Regions from separate parts of the Oryctolagus cuniculus genome. Here region 2 is linked to region 1. The links are chromatin contacts, called in public Micro-C maps. All regions are on one chromosome and are shown on one strand. The core of a region is the stretch at or near the end of the contact, and the rest is flanking DNA. Distances in the headings are between cores, read along the strand shown. Region 1 holds the start of TNIP2 (TNFAIP3 interacting protein 2). Region 2 holds the start of HTT (huntingtin).

What was found. Hi-C and Micro-C count contacts between places; a contact is called where the count stands out from the background.
Region 2: a contact with region 1 is called in a Micro-C map of ear pinna, with 16 times the contacts expected there. The contact joins the promoter of HTT here to the promoter of TNIP2 in region 1. A contact is called at or near these places in 2 of 6 Hi-C or Micro-C datasets (ear pinna and an unstated tissue).

What each region holds. Positions count from the first base shown.
Region 1 is chr2:1,487,003-1,490,618 of mOryCun1.1, reverse strand. It overlaps TNIP2 (TNFAIP3 interacting protein 2), which reads left to right and starts at 2,052. Exons shown (of 7, transcript XR_007915846.2): 1 at 2,052-2,463.
Region 2 is chr2:1,727,594-1,731,209 of mOryCun1.1, reverse strand. HTT (huntingtin) reads right to left here and starts at 1,620. Exons shown (of 67, transcript XM_070067983.1): 1 at 1,244-1,620. The coding sequence starts at 1,470.

The sequences.
Region 1 (3,616 bases), core at 803-3,302:
TGCCGGAGGCCGGCCACCCCAGAAGCCAAATTCTGATCCCCAAAACCCGTCCGCCCCAGCGGTGCTGGAGGGCTGGACCACGCGGTGCCCAGTCCACGGCTGAGGCACCGGGCTCAGGGAGGCTGGCTTGAGTGACCTGCCCCAGGCCCCCATTTAGCGCCTGCCCTGAGGACGGCCCTGCCCCTAGCAGCTCTGAGCCCAGCTCCATTTAACTCCCCCACACCTGCCCCAGCCAATCAGAGTGCACCATGCGGACCTGCGTTTGCTGGGTGAGTCCCACAGCACCCAGCAGCTGGAGAGGGTGCTGACTCAGCTGCCCGCAGCAGCGGGGCGGGGGGGGGGGGGGGGGGCTGGCTGCCTTTACCGACCCTGGGATTCCGCTCCCGGAGAAGACAGCACGCGGCCTAGGGCGGACGGACGGGGCGGGGCAGATCCTGACCGCGAGCCTCGGAAGGCCCCCGTGTGCGTCTGGCATCAGCAGGGGCGGCGGCCTTGTGTCCAGGAAGCGGGGGACCCTGCCGCCCCCGCACCAAGGCTGTCACACCCACCAAGGGGCCCGGTCCCACCAGCCAGCGCCGCGCCTGCGCCCCGGACGGGTGTGGCAGCCCCCGCTCAGTGTCCGCGGGTGACCCAAGGCGGGCACGTGGTCGGCGCCGGGAGCGCAGCCCTTGGAGCGTCCTCGCCCTTCCCTGGAGCTCCCAGGGCGGCTGACGCAGACCCACACCCGGGGGTGGTCTCCGGCGCGCCCTCCGCTTCCCATCCGCAGCTCAGCAGACGCTGCCGAACTCGGCTCTAGGTGGCTCCGCAGGGCCGGTGGTCCACACCGCAGTGCCGGGTGGTCCACACCGCAGGGCCGAGCCCTCAACAGGGGCAGGGATCGCTGGGCGCGAGGGCTCCCGGCGGCGGGCGGAGCCGGGCGTCGGTGGGGCGGGCTCTGGGCCGGGGGCGGAGCCTAGTGTCGGAGGGGCGGGCTCTGGGCTGGGGGCGGAGCCGGGCGTCGATGGGGCGGGCTCTGGGCCGGGGGCGGAGCCGGGTGTCGGTGGGGCGGGCTCTGGGCTGGGGGCGGAGCCGGGTGTCGGTGGGGCGGGCTCTGGGCCGGGGGCGGAACCTGGTGTCGGAGGGGCGGGCACTAGTTTGTGGGCGGAGCCGGGTATCGGACAGGCGGGCTCGAGGCCAGGGGCGGAACCAGCTGCCGGCGTGGGCGGTCTTTCCTCTGTAGGCGGAGCCGGCTGCCGGCGGGGGCGGGCTGGGGGAGGAGCCAGGTACCGGCGGGGGCGGGCTCTCGTCGGTGCACGGAGCCAGGTACCGGCGGGGGCGGGCCGTCGGCTGGGGGAGGAGCCAGGTACCGGCGGGGGCGGGCCGTGGGCTGGGGGAGGAGCCAGGCACCGGCGGGGGCGGGCCGTCGGCTGGGGGAGGAGCCAGGTACCGGCGGGGGCGGGCCGTCGGCTGGGGGAGGAACCAGGTACCGGTGGGGGCGGGCCTGGCTGGGGGAGGAGCCAGGCACCGGCGGGGGCGGGCCTGGCTGGGGGAGGAGCCAGGCACCGGCGGGGGCGGGCCTGGCTGGGGGAGGAGCCAGGTACCGGCGGGGGCGGGCCGTCGGCTGGGGGAGGAGCCAGGTACCGGCGGGGGCGGGCTCTCGTCGGTGGACGGAGCTAGGTACCGGCGGGGGCGGGCCGTCGGCTGGGGGAGGAGCCAGTACCGGCGGGGGCGGGCCGTGGGCTGGGGGAGGAGCCAGGCACCGGCGGGGGCGGGCCGTGGGCTGGGGGAGGAGCCAGGCACCGGCGGGGGCGGGCCGTGGGCTGGGGGAGGAGCCAGGCACCGGCGGGGGCGGGCCGTGGGCTGGGGGAGGAGCCAGGCACCGGCGGGGGCGGGCCGTCGGCTGGGGGAGGAGCCAGGCACCGGCGGGGGCGGGCCGTCGGCTGGGGGAGGAGCCAGGCACCGGCGGGGGCGGGCCGTCGGCTGGGGGAGGAGCCAGGCACCGGCGGGGACGGGCCGTCGGCTGGGGGAGGAGCCAGGCACCGGCGGGGGCGGGCCGTCGGCTGGGGGAGGAGCCAGCACCGGCGGGGGCGGGCCTGGCCGGGTCGGGCTTGGCCCGGCCGGGGAAATTCCCGGAAGGCCGAAGTCCCGCCGGGCCGGGCGCGGAAGTTGCAGGCGGCCGTGCGCCCACCCGGCAGGCCCGCAACCATGTCGTCCGGGGACGAGGGTTCGCGAGGCCGGGAGAGGGACGAGGGCGCCGCGGCCACGCTCTGCGGCCTGTACCACGAGGCCGGCCAGCAGCTGCGGCTGCTTCAGGCCCAGCTGGCCGCCCGCGAGGCCCTCGTCGCACGCCTCCGCGCCCGCCTGGCCGCGCTCGAGGGAGATGCGGCGCCGTCGCTCGTGGACGCGCTGCTGGAGCAGCTGGCGCGCTCCCGGGAGCAGCTCCAGCGGCAGCAGAGCGGCGCCGCCGAGGCCCGACTGCGCCAGGTGCGGGGCGGCGGCGGGGCGCGTGCGTGCTGCGGGGAGGGGGCCGGAGGGGGCCGGGCTGGGCGGGGCCCTGGGCTGTGAGGGGGCGGGAGGGGGCCGGCTGGGGGTAGCCCTGGGCTGGGAGGGGGCGGGAGGGGGCCGGCTGGGGGGGGCCCGGGCGGGGAGGGGGCCGGCTGGGGGGGCCCTGGGCTGGGAGGGGGCGCCGGGCTGTGAGGGGGCCGGCTGGGGGGGCCCGTGGGCTGTGAGGGGGGTTGGGGGGCGCCGGGCTGTGGGGGGCCCGTGGGCTGTGAGGGGGTTGGGGGGCACCGGGCTGGGGGGTGCCGTGGGCTGTGAGGGGGTTGGGGGGCGCCGGGCTGAGGGGGGCCTGTGGGCTGTGAGGGGGTTGGGGGGCGCCGGGCTGAGGGGGGCCTGTGGGCTGTGAGGGGGCCGGGCTGGGGGAGGGCCCGTGGGCTGTGAGGGGGTTGGGGGGCGCCGGGCTGGGGGGGGCCTGTGGGTTGCAGGTGAGGACCCTGGGCTGCAAGGGGAGTGGGGCCCCTGGGGCGGTGAGGCGTCCCCCGTGGGTGGGGCGGGGGTCCCTCTGAGGCGTATTTGGGGCTTCCTGGCCTCGAGGGTGGGGTGTCCCGGGCTGGAGCTGTGACGCAGGCGTCACCCCAGCTTTCTGCTCCCCAGCCTGAGTGTTTAGGAGAGACGGCGGGGCCAGAGCCAAAACCAGGTGACAGCACTCGCCGTGCCGGCTGCTCGCACCCCAAACGCTTGGCCCGCGGCGTTTATCCATCCCGGGTGGCTGGGCCTGGGCGGGACTAGGGTGCAGACGGCAGCTTTGGTGCCCAGCCGTGGCCCCACAGCCGGACCTGAGAGAGAACAAGGAACGTGCCCTGTTCTCCTGATTATAAGATAATTTTGAACACTTGAGAAAAATGGGCTCATGGCCCCCGGAGCCCCGCAACGCAGGGGTGGCCGGCGTGGACCTGGGCGTGCGCCCTCCTGTCCCGCTGCCCAGGGGCACGCCAGCCTGGTCCAGTCCGCGCCTTCTGCAGGGTTCTACTCAGTGCTGGTTGGACTGTGTCTGCAGTGCCGTCAGCCGCAGATGCCTCACCCTGGTCTCTCCCTCTTCCTGGAAAGTGGACCGTAACTCCCCGAGCCCACCTGGTTG
Region 2 (3,616 bases), core at 371-2,870, 240 kb before region 1:
AGGCGCACTGCCAGCCAGAACCACGCGGGCCCAGCTGGCGTGCAGACTTCCAGCCAGGTCCTTTTCCCGCCCGTGTGCCCCTTCACGTGCATGTCAACAAAGTTCATTTCCCAGCGGGGCTTGGTCGCGCCAGGCCTCGGCTCTAACACCCCAGCGGCTTCCCTGCGAGAAGGCGGATCCCCCGATGGCCCTCCCTCGCCCTCTGACCTTCCCTCCCGCCCGGAACGCCCCGCTCCGCGGCCTCGCGCCGGGCCCTGCTCGCTCTGCAGGCCTCACCTCAGAGGCCAGCGCGGCCCCCGGCCACCCCAGGCAAACGTCAACGCCTTCCAGCCCGACAGTCGCCGTCCCTCCCTGCACTTCCGGCTGCCAGAGCGCACACCGACCTCGGCGTCCGGCTTCCCTACGTCGGCCCCACGCGAGAGCCCGGGGGAGCGGAGCTCCGTCCCGGCTGGGCCCGCGCCTGCACGGTGCCGGCCAAGCACACAGGAAAGACTTCCTGACGGCGAATAAGCCGGAGAGGAGCAGGGCAGAGCCGCGGAGCGAGTGCCGGGGAGTACCTGTTTTTACCTTTACAACGAACGGGATTCCCGAGCTTGATTCTCAAACGAGCCCGCACTGCTCCCCGGAGCCCGCTTCCCGTACTGAACGCTCAGGACAAGGCCAGCGCAGCAGACACGGAGACCGGGAGAGGGGCTGCAGGGCGGCCCGCCCGACACACGGGCGCCCCGGGGCGCGCCTGCCGTCCACACCGCCCGTCGGGAAAGCCCGCACTCCCCAGCCTGCTCGGGGACTTGCTTTCCTGTTTCTGCCTCAGAACCCCCTCCCCAGGCCCAGCAGGGTAAGGGGCTGGCAGCAGCGAAGCCCCCGGGCGCCCCTGCGGCGGGCACCCCGCGCCCCGGCCGGCGCCGCGGGAGCGCGCGTCTCGCGCATCGCACCGCGCCGTGTCCAGCACCGCGCTGGCCGCGGGGTCCCGCGCGCGGGCCAACGCGGGGTCGCAGACAGGCCTGTCGCTCAGGCCGCGCTCGGAACGCGGCGCCCACGCGAGCCCGCGGGGCCGCGGCCGCAGTCGCCGAGGCTCCCCCGCCCGCGCGGCCCCGCCGGCCCAGCAGCATGACGTCACCCGCGCCCGCACGGCCTCCCGCGCCGGGCCCGGCACCTCCCCTCCCGCCGGCCCGTGGCCGCACCGTGCTCCCGACCCTCCGCCCCGAGCGGCCGGCGCCCCCGCCGCTGCCCCCGGACTCACGGTCGGTGCGGCGGCTCCTCGGCCATCGCCGGGCCGGGAGGCGGCGGCGGGGACGGCAGCGGGGGCGGCTGCTGCGCGGGCGGCGGCGGCGGCGGCGGCTGCGCGGGCGGCGGCGGCGGCGGCTGAGACGGCTGAGGCGCCGGCGGCGCTGGCGGCGGCTGCTGCTGCTGCTGCTGGAAAGACTTGAGGGACTCGAAGGCCTTCATCAGCTTTTCCAGGGTCGCCATGGCGGCCTCTCACCCCGCAGGGCAGCCCCCAGCGGCCTCGGGCCGGCTCGCGGCGACGCGGCGCCCCTCAGCAGCGAGGCAATGAATGAGGTTCGCGGCCGGGGGCAGAAGCGGAACCAGCGCGCCCGGCCATCTTGGGCCCGTCCCGGCAGCCCCCGCGGCGCCCCGCGTCCAGCGACGCTGCGTCGGCGGAGGCAGGACCACGCCGAAGCGGCGGGATTGACAGCCCGAGGCGGCCGTCTCTGCCTATGGCCGGCCGAGGCGCCGGCCCGTACCTCCCCCACTCCGCCCTCGGCAGCTTCGCTCCTCAGAGCCTGCGCTGCAGTTAGAACCCAGCGCTACCTCAGGGCGAAGACGGCGAGGGGGCGGGGCGAGGGCGGGACGAGGGCGGGACGAGGAGCGGCTGCGGGGCGGGCCCAGAGGGGCGGGGAGAGGGCGGGGCGAAGAGTGACTGAGGGGCGGGCCCAGAGGGGCGGGGAGAGGGCGGGGCGAGGAGTGACTGCGGGGCGGGCCCAGAGGGGGCGGGGGAAAGGGCGGGGCGAGGAGTGACAGAGGGGCGGGGCAAGGGCGGGGCGAAAAGTGACTGAGGGGGCGGGGAGAGGGCGGGGCGAGGAGCGGCTCTAAGGGGCGGGGCGAAGGGTGGCTTAGGGAACGGGGAAGGGGCAGGCGAGGGGGCGGGGCGGAGAGCGGTGGGGCGGGTCCAGAGGGGGCGGGGCGAGGAGCGTCTCTAGGGGGCGGGCCGAAGGGTGGCTATAGGGGACCGGGAAGGGGCAGACGAGGGGGCGGGGCGGAGAGCGGTGGGGCGGGCCCAGAGGGGGCGGGGAAATGGGCGGGGCGAGGAGTGACTCTGAGGGGCGGGGAAATGGGCGGGGCGAAAGGTGGCTATGGGGAACGGGGAAGGAACAGGCAAGGGGGCGGGGCAAGGAGCGTCTAGGAGGGCGGAGAGCGGGCCCAGAGGGGACGAGGAGAGGAGCGGCTCTAGGGGGCGGGGCGAAGGGTGGCTTAGGGAACGGGAAGGGGCAGGCGAGAGGGCGGGGCGGAGAGCGGTGGGGCGGGTCCAGAGGGGGCGGGGCGAGGAGCGGCTCTAGGGGGCGGGGCGAAGGGTGGCTTAGGGAACGGGGAAGGGGCAGGCGAGGGGGCGGGGCGGAGAGCGGTGGGGCGGGTCCAGAGGGGGCGGGGCGAGGAACCAATCTGAGGGGCGGGCCCTGAAGGGGCGGGGAGTGGGCGGGGCGAAGGGTGGCTATAGAGGAGGGGAAGGGGCAGGCTTGGGGGCGGGGCTAGCGGGAACGAACCATGGGGGCTGGAACAGGTGCAGGGCTGGTGTCGGCGAACCGCGACCGGGAAGACCCCACGAGGGAAGAGCCCCTCCCCGACGTAGAGCTGCAGACGCCGGCAGGTCGGGGCTGAGCCTACTGGGGTCTCCCTGCGAAGGGGAGCGGCCCCAGGGGGCGCAGACGCTCAGCAAAGGCGTGGGGCGCCCCCTCATGCCCGGGGGCGTTCAGGCTGTCGCCGAGGGGTCCGGGGCACCCCGTGAGCGAGCAGAGGGAGGTGGGCGCGTACAGGGCCGCAGGTGCAGCCGGCCCAGCGCCGAGGGAGCCTGGCGGCCAGGAGGGGGCTCCTCCCCGCTCAGGCCGGTGAGCGCTGTCATCCACGCGTGTTGTGCCTTTGTGTTGTGCAGTGACGTGTGGTGCACACGTGTTGAGTTCGCTGGCCTGGGGGGGTGGGCCTTAAACCGCGGCCATGGATCCTCACTGCCCAGGCCCGGGGCCGCCCTCTGGTCTGTGTGCCCACTGCTTCCTGTGCAGACGCTAGTCACAGGGGATCGGGACCCCCTGGGGACCTCCCACCCCCCGAGGCTGCGTGCGAACAGCCGCCCAGCTCTGTTGGGCAGCTTGCCCAGTATGAGCGCCCCTCCTGGAAGTCCCCTGAAAGGGGAGGGGTTCGCCCGCCCGCTGCCTGGGACGGCGCAGCCGGTAGGACCGGGAGCCCAGGTGCCCCGGCTGCCTGCCTCTGCCCGGAACGCACTGTGGGGTCCTGCCAGGAAGCCTCGGGAAACGCACTAGCGCGTGGGCCCTGCCGGGAAGCCCCGAGCTCCCGTCAGGCGCCTGGCCTGGAAACCCAGCTCCACTCCTGGCATATTCCAAAC